3 separate regions of the Mus musculus genome follow, and regions 1 and 2 are each linked to region 3. Evidence: chromatin contacts called from public Hi-C data. All regions are on one chromosome and are shown on one strand. Each heading gives the region's core, a stretch centred on a gene start, on an enhancer-like site or on the middle of the called end of the contact. The rest is flanking DNA. Distances are from core to core; before and after follow the strand shown.

The links. A called contact is a pair of places that touch in the nucleus more often than the background predicts.
Region 1: a Hi-C map of uterus shows a contact between it and region 3, with 4 times the contacts expected there. The contact joins the promoter of Adamts3 here to the enhancer-like site in region 3. A contact is called at or near these places in 1 of 39 promoter capture datasets (hippocampal neurons), 5 of 484 Hi-C or Micro-C datasets (cerebral cortex, nephron progenitors and uterus) and 1 of 115 datasets of contacts at active chromatin or transcription factors (embryonic forebrain).
Region 2: a contact with region 3 is called in a Hi-C map of cortical neurons, with 2.6 times the contacts expected there. The contact joins two enhancer-like sites. A contact is called at or near these places in 1 of 39 promoter capture datasets (hippocampal neurons) and 4 of 484 Hi-C or Micro-C datasets (cerebral cortex, cortical neurons, nephron progenitors and 1 more).

What each region holds. Positions count from the first base shown.
Region 1 is chr5:89,881,963-89,884,662 of GRCm38.p6, reverse strand. Adamts3 (a disintegrin-like and metallopeptidase (reprolysin type) with thrombospondin type 1 motif, 3) reads left to right here and starts at 1,329. Exons shown (of 22, transcript NM_001081401.2): 1 at 1,329-1,841. The coding sequence starts at 1,773.
Region 2 is chr5:89,843,106-89,845,805 of GRCm38.p6, reverse strand. The region is part of intron 3 of Adamts3 (a disintegrin-like and metallopeptidase (reprolysin type) with thrombospondin type 1 motif, 3); the gene reads left to right. Among named protein-coding and RNA genes, the nearest start is that of Gm25758, 16 kb to the right of the region's middle. Within about 2 kb of position 1,260, at least 77 of the 459 cell types and tissues checked have an H3K27ac peak or open chromatin away from gene starts, as enhancers often do. A contact at or near this core is called in cortical neurons and hippocampal neurons, where this site is marked.
Region 3 is chr5:90,025,713-90,028,412 of GRCm38.p6, reverse strand. No RefSeq gene overlaps it. Among named protein-coding and RNA genes, the nearest start is that of Adamts3, 140 kb to the right of the region's middle. Within about 2 kb of position 1,337, at least 9 of the 459 cell types and tissues checked have an H3K27ac peak or open chromatin away from gene starts, as enhancers often do. A contact at or near this core is called in cortical neurons, hippocampal neurons and uterus, where this site is marked.

The sequences.
Region 1 (2,700 bases), core at 80-2,579, 140 kb after region 3:
GGAAGTTCATGCCTAGACCTCAAGTCGAGGACAGCCCACGATGCTGCAGGTTGCAGTTGAAGGGAAAAGTCAATTTAGAGGTCCTTCAGTCCTGAGGGTCTAATCCTATTTCTAAGCAATAATTAACTAATTAACCTAATATACTCTGTTGCTAGATGAGGGCACTTCCTATACGTTCCTGTAAATGTCCTCCGTATAGAATTTCGACAAGACAGAGGCAACACAGCAATGAGCGTAGTGCAATGTATAAACCAGATGATGGCCTTTCCTTTAGCTCTCTAGGAATAAACAATTTATGAAGTCATATAACAAAATTCAAAACTAACCACACCTTGACAGGATTGCCCCAACAAGACCTGACTCCACTTCCCTATCTCTGGGTGAAGTTTCGAAAATCCCACCTCAATGTGAGCCTCATTAATCTCTGGTCTGATCTTGGGTGAGGGTGGTCCTCCAGGATAGGAGAACTCCCTCCTCACCTCCCCCCACCCCAACCCCCAGGCCACCCTGGTCTACCCCAGGGAGGTAGGTCTGGGATTCCAGCAACTCCCAGGTCGCTGTCTTTTAATCCCAGAAAACTGCAAACCGCAGAAGCCACTAGATAACTTAATCTGGGTGTAAGCAAGAGACCCCGAGGCCTGTGTACTCTAGTGATAAACGGAAACATCCGGTTGAGTCAAGAAAGGGAACGCGGTATCTTTGAAAACTAATATAAACGAATAAAGCATAAACAAGAGCTTTGCTGAGAGAGGCCCCCCGCTTTCCCGGGCCCATACAAGCCTGGGAGGGGACGAGTGTCTGAAGGGGAAAATCCCCCACGTCCTTGGGTCCTTGGGATTCTCTCAGGAGACTTTACTCTGCCTGGGTGGGGTGGGGTGGGGGGTGGGGATGAGATTGGCTGGAGGAGGTGATTTCATCCAGCCCAGGTCTGGTGAGCGGACCCTCCCCCTCCCTCCTCCAGTCGGGCTGGGAGGCGCGCCTGGGACCCTCCCCGCCCCTCGTCCCATCACGGAGACCAAGGGGATGCGGGGTCCAGGCGGCGCTTTCGCAGCCCCTGGGACGGTGCGAGTTCTGACCCTACGCCGGGGGGCGCGGGCCCCGGGTGACGTGGGCGCGCGGCGGGAGGGGCCGTCCGGAGGAGGGAGGGGGTGACACGGTCGCCTTTTTAGCGCCCGGCGGGTCGCGGGCAGAGAGCAGACGCCCGGGGCCCGCAAGCAACCGGAGCGGGCGAGCGGCCCACTCCTCCCTCCTCCTAGGCGGCCGCCTCCTCCCCTCGTCCTCCCGCCCCCACTGCGTGTGCGGCGGAGGATCCAGGGCTCGCGCTGCCTCTTTCTCCCGCTCGCTGGGCTCCGGCTCCCACTTCTCCCCGCCGCTGCGCTCCCGGGACCCGAGCCGTCTCCGTGCTTAGCCTAGGCGGCCCACGGTGCTCCGAGAGCCTCGCAAAAGCAGCTCCGGGGTAGAGAGTGGGACGCCCCGGTCCCTTCCCCCGCTCGGGTCAGCCTCTGCCCGGCTCGCAGCACCTCTGGCTCCCTCACTGTCGGCTTGGGAGGACAGGGTGAGAAGGTGAAGTGGAAAGGACCGACAGGGCACGGGGCCAGGCGCACAGCTCACGTTGCCTTTTCATTGAGCAAAGCCCAAGATAATTTTTTAAAAGCTCTGCACGCCCCCCACTCCTTCCATTTTCTTTGCGCTTTTAAAGGAAACTTATTTTGGGGTGCTTTGCGCTGGGGTAGCTGCTTTGCCCAGTAGTTGCGAAGTACACTCGACTCGTGATGGTGTTCCTGTCACTTTGGTTGATAGCAGCCTCTCTGGTAGAGGTTAGGACATCAGCTGATGGACAAGTAAGTGGAAAATAATAATAAAAAAAACTCAAACCCAACCTTTTCCCGACAGAGTTCCTCCCCTCCGTCCCTTTCACTCTCCCTTCCTCCCCTCCTGCCACCCTTCTGGGGCATCTTCTGCGTTCCGAGGCGGCGCGTGGAGGGCTGGGCGCTGCGCGGGGCTGGGGCCTGGGGGGCTCACTGCACCGGAGGTTGGACAGCCATCCCCCGGGAGCCTAGGTTCATCACACTTGGGGATCCCCTAGCCCGCGGCGACCAGGAGCGAACCAGGTGTGAGACTGCAGTCAGATCTCATCCTAGCGGGGCTATCAGGCTGTCCCCCCCTTTCGCGAGGGCGTTTCGGGCGCTCTGGCGAAGTTAGGGTTGTGGATCCCGGAGCCCACAGGCTCTCCCTCTTCCTGACTCCCTGCTCCTGCGGGCGGCCAGGGATAAGAGGTTTCAAGAAGTCGCCAGGCAGGACCCGGAGCTACCCAGCAGACACGTGTCCTGGGAGGACTGGGGCTGGGCTGCAGTTTGACAGTTGGGGAGGGCCTGGGACGTTTCCTGCCCTCGCCTTTTCCGCGGGCAGCCAGAGCTGGAGGCGTCTGCCGCCTCTTCCCCTCCCCCTCTGCAGAACTCCTCCTCTTTTTAAAGCTAAATTGAGTGCAGCTCTGGTGCCTTTCGGCCCTGCCCCCACCCTGTGGAGACTCAAGGTGAAGCTGACGTTCTCAGAAGGGCCCTTGAAGGAGGCTCAGGCTGGGGAGCCTTTTGTAATAAATCACACCCACACTGGAGCGGTGGGCTCTCAGTGCATGCTTTTTCTGTGAGTTTTTGTAGCCTCTCTGGTTTGCTTGGTCTGACCACGGGACTTTAAGACTGG
Region 2 (2,700 bases), core at 11-2,510, 180 kb after region 3:
GAGGAGCACCATGCCAGATTTCCTTGTAGAAATGATCTTAAGATTGTCAAAAATTCTTCTTTGTACATGAGTGTCTTCATTCAGAAAGTTAGGGTTTTATTGCTGAGAAGGGCCATCATGATCGTGGCAGCTCTTATAAAGGAAAACATGTAACTGGGGCTGGCTTATATTTTTAGAGGTTCAGTCCATTATCATCATGGTGGGAAGCATGGCAGCATCCAGGCAGATATGGTGCTGGAAAAGGAGCTGAAAGTTCTACCTCTTGATCTGAAGGCATCAGAAGACTGTGTCACACTGGCCTGGGCATAACTTCAGCATAGGAGCCCTCAAAGGCTGCCCCCACAGTGACACACTTTCTCCAATAAGGCCACATCTACTCCAACAAGACCATAACTCCTAACAGTGTCCCTCTCTATTGGCCAAGCATTCAAACACATGAGTCTGTGAGAGCCATTCCTATTCAAACCACCACAATGACGAGTCCAGAGAACTGAGAATCTTATCGGGTTTCACAAAACTTCTAGACACTTGCTTTCAGAGCCTGCACTTTTGATCATTATTTTATTTTGATGCCTGGTGAAGTTTCTTAATATTCCACCTAGGCAATTTGAATTAAACACAGATACACAAGTGCATATCTCTGTGCACAAACGGATTCCTTGTTTTTGCATATGTATAATGCATAAAAACCTGTGTGTATCATTACATAAAATATCCCATATAGATATCTTGATACATTGTGATATATATATTAATTAATCATCTTATTGTATTTTGAGACTCAAATTTGGATTTGGGGGATGCAGGGAGCCCAGAGCCAGGCATTGGAGCTCTTTTTTTTTTTTTTTTTCCATACAGTTTCTTTCAGACAGTTACTGTGCCCCAGCTGCATCGGACATGCTGTTTGACTTTGTAGGTCTTTGCTCCCATTTTAAACATAGCACACAGAGAGTCTGTAATCAAGCAATTTGACTTTGAACAGAATTACTAGGCAGGGGGTATAGATGAGTGTAGGTAATTAGTAAATGAAGCTGAGCTGCTGTCTTTCCAGTTTGGGCTCCTTGTTCAGCAGGTGAGTGAATTTGCTAGTGCCTGTTAAAATCCATGCCTCTGGCCTTATCCTCTTCCTGTGAAAGTAGCTCATCTCCAGCCACAGTAGCTGCTTATAGCTTTAAATAGCACAGACGTGGCCTCTGCCAGCTTCCCCAGCCAGCTAGGGTTACGGTGGGGCCAGGGTAGCCTGGCTATGCGGTCTGTGCGAGGCCAGGGAAGGGGTTAGTGAGTTGGCTGCCTGCCTGGGCACCGGTGCAGGAGAGGCATGGAGTAGCACAGCAATTTCCTGCTTTGGGTGAAGCCATAGAGAGCCTAGTGCTGGCTAAGCCTGGGCTTTCACATTCTTCTGTGATATTTTACTGCCCACTCCCCTCCCACCCAATGTTCCTCTCAAAGGAGATTTTGATTTGTGCTGTTCACTGGTTCATAGGGGTGACTGAAGGAGACCAGAAAGGCCTCTCCGCTCTCCAGTTTCTACTCATTTTGCCTAGGATTTCCACTTTTAGAAAAAAAAAACCATATCACACTCTATCATTATAAATTTCTCTTAAACATTTTTTTTGTAGATTTGTTTATTAGCATAGGTGGTCATTCATGACAGACATGCACGTTGATATCAGAGGGCAACTTCTGGGAATTGGTTCTCTCCAGGACCACATGGGTCCCTGAATCCAGCTTAGAGCTTCAGGCTTAGCAGCAAGTGCCTTCGCCAGCTGAACCATCTTGCTTGTCCCAAGTCAGGGATTCCTAGCTCTGATACCATTGCATATGCAGCTGAGTCAACTTGTTGCTAAGGACACAGAGAGTTGGCAGAGGAAACAGGAAACATGAGCACAGATCAGGAAACAGGTGAGAGACTGGGATGTTCTTGGGAAAGTAGAACGTCAGGTGGAGACACTAGTAAAGATCGCGTGTATTCTGTATTCTGTTTGCACAGGTTTATTTAGCCTAACCTCAATGTTGCCCATTTCTTGGCTTCGAAGGTTGAGGTTGAAAGAAGATGAACAATTGCATTTCTCAAAGTTCCACCAGGGGCCACTTAGGTGACTGAAGTACTTCCTGCGGATGTATGGCCAGAACTAGCTTCCTGTCAGAGATACACTGGTTGTGTTGGCGGTTTGTTTGACTTGCCTTGTTCCACATGACTGGCTTATGGAGGACTCCTCTTTATGAACTCCTCCTTGGTGGAGTTCAAGCAGGGACTCTGAGGATGGCTTTTTCCCCAGGTTCTCTGGGCGTGGCTGAACATTTCTTTGTGAGAAGGGTATCATGCATATCTCAGGCTTTTATTTGATCCAGCTGGCTTACCTATAGTTTGTCTTGAAGCAGGTATTTTGTCTCAGTGAAATGGAATCATGAAAAGGGAAATTTGTCCATTGTGATGGACAGGAGTAAGGATGTTTGCCTCTGGGTGCCCTTCCCAGTGTGATGCTAGGAGCACCTGTGCTGGGAGCCTGGCTGGAGAGTGAAAGGCCTGGGATTCACCTCTAGGGCTACAGGGTCAGTCCTTGGCTGTTAAAAGTAAATTTCTGGTTTTAAACCAATTCTCAGAGGAACTCAACCAATACCAGTGTGGGGTTGCCTGAATTTCTCACTGGCAATGCAAAAATAAATAGGAACCCAGATACAGCAGCTTCTGCCTCCAGC
Region 3 (2,700 bases), core at 88-2,587:
GGTTTGAACCTGAGCAGGTCTTGTGTGTGCTAGTCCTGCTGTGTCTGGAAGACATCCCTTTTGGCTCTTAAAGCTGCCTTTTCTTCCACACAGATCCCTGACCCTTAGAGGAAGGTCTTTCATGAGGACACCCATTTGGGACTGAGTGCTCCAAGGCCTATCTATCCCTCTTTGCTCACTGTCCAGCTATGGGTCTCTGTGTTAGTTCCCATCTATTATAGGAAGAAGATTCTCTGATGATAGCCAAGCAAGGAGCTAATCTATGGGTGTAGCAGAATGTGGTTAGGAGTCATTTGATTGCTATGTTCTTTTAATAGAATAATAGCATTAGGATTTTTCCTAGGCCTGTGGTCCATCTAGTCTCAGGTTTAGTCTTAGCCACTTTACCACTGTCAGGTACAGGTGATATTTTCTTTGTTTGAGACAGGGTATCCCTGTGTAACCCTGGCTGGATTGGAACTCACTTTGTAGATCAGGTTAGCCTCTAACTGACAAAGAGCCCCCTGCCTCTGCTTTCCACATACTGGGATAAAAGCTTGGACCACCATATCCTGCAACTACAGTGACATTTCTTTAAACCATCTATAATGGGCATACATAAGTAAAAAGCAGAAAAAAAAATATTTGTCTTCTCCTTTCCTCCTAAGTATAGGCATTGTATTTTCAAAATAGAAGGAAATGAAAGGACAAAAATTCAAAATGACATACAAATGAACTCATCCCCCCCACCTTTACATAATACTGCAGTGTAAACCATACTTAGACAAGAGCATCCTCATGTTTGCAGATACACCCCCACAAAAGCTGCATTAGCAAGTCTGGTGTGGTTTGCCTTTGATTACCAGGAATGGGTGTAAAAGGAGAGGGCTCCTATCATCTCCTGGGATGTAGGCTTTGGTAAGGCTCAGTTTTATCACTTCAAGAACTGTATCAAGGTCTACAGATCCATGTGACATTTAACAGAATGCTTTGGTAGTGAGTAGTCACGGAGCAGAGTCAGCACACGGACACAAAGCACGCTGCTGCATTTCCCTCAGCCGTGGGAGCTGTCAGCATACCGCAAAGAAGTCAAATGAATGGCCCGAAGAGATTGATTTATGTTGCAAAATATGCTAATGCTGATTAGAAAATAGCCATAGCCCAATTCCTAGTCACAGATGAGTTGGGTCTCTTAAATTACAATTTGTTACACTGCTACAAGGTTATTATAATATATGCCCGTCTCCTGTTCACCACAGAAAGTTGATGTTATTTGAGTAATGAAGACTCTGGGGCAGTTCATAGCAACACGACGACGTGTATGTATGACTGGGTGTTGCCTGAAATACACATCAACTGCCACCACTTTATCATGTTAGAATATCTCTCCTTTCAAAATCGTAGACGAGTTGAGGACGCCATCTGCTCTTTGTCTGTATCCCTCCTGTGCCTCCCTGTGCTTCCCTTAATCTTGAAGAATGGTTCTTGAAATTCGTACAGGACTCTTTAAAACGTTTGCCACATACTTTGAGAAGCATCTGGTTGGAAAAGGTCCCGCTTTCTGTGTTTGTTCCCAGTTGTCTGCTGCGTGCCATGTTTCTTGGGAATCCAGTTTTGTTAACTTTGGGGTAAATGCTTTTTTTTTTTTAATAGTGAGACTAATAACGTAAAGGAAGCTGTTCAGGCTTGTACAGATGAGTGACACAAAGTCGGGAAAGTTTGATTAACTTACTTGCTGTCTAATCTGTACAAGGTTACCTGGAAATGGCTGTTTCTTTCCTTTGCTTGATGGTTTCAAGATGGACCTTGTCCCTTTAAGGAACCTTGGATACCTTGCATATTTGTTGAAGCATCTGCTCAGGTTTCAGCAGCGACTTCATGATAGCTGTAATTCACATAGCGCTCCTTCAGCAAGCAAGGCAGCGACCTGTCAGCAAGACAGATCTCCCAAGGAACTGGCAACTGAGATGTATAAAGAAGATCTGATTCTTAAAAGGGCCAGAACTGTCAGCTCGAAGAGCTACAATGGATTATCTGTTGCTGGCCACTCTTTTTAAAATATTATTATTCTCATTTTTTCCCTACTTAAATAATATACATACTAAAATATTGGAAATTTCAAGAAATGGCTATCTTGCACAGTGTTCAAAAATAATAGCTAACACCACTGTGTTGCTCCCATAGGGTAAGCATTATGGCTTTAGAGATGTTAGGTCTTTCAACTCAACTGATGATTATAATGAGATACAAACTATCAATGTCCTTAACACAGAGAGAAGGGAATGGGGGCATGGCTTTTAGTACTTGCTTGAAGTCTCTCTTGGCTGATGAGCAGTGAAGCTGACATTGGCCAGAGTTAAACTCTTACCAGCCATATTGTCTGCACTTACTGACCAATATTCACAGCCGCAGAACCTTCCTCTCACGATGCTTTCCATCAGATGGGTAAAGCAAGCCGGAGATTCGTGGACGTTTGGTTACTGACTTTACTTTTGTTTATTTAATTGTGAAGCTTCCTTACACTATTTATAAGCTTTTGGAAGACATCTTTGTGATAAAGATGTTTGAGTTCAGTGAAACTGCTAACTAAGGGTCTCTACCTCCTAGGTAGATAAACTTTCTGGTCCCACCAAAGAGAAATGATGTAGGAGAAAAAGCTGGGGTGCCACGTCAGTGTGCAGTGAGTCTGTAGTATAGCTGGTGGCCTCTTTAATCTGTTTC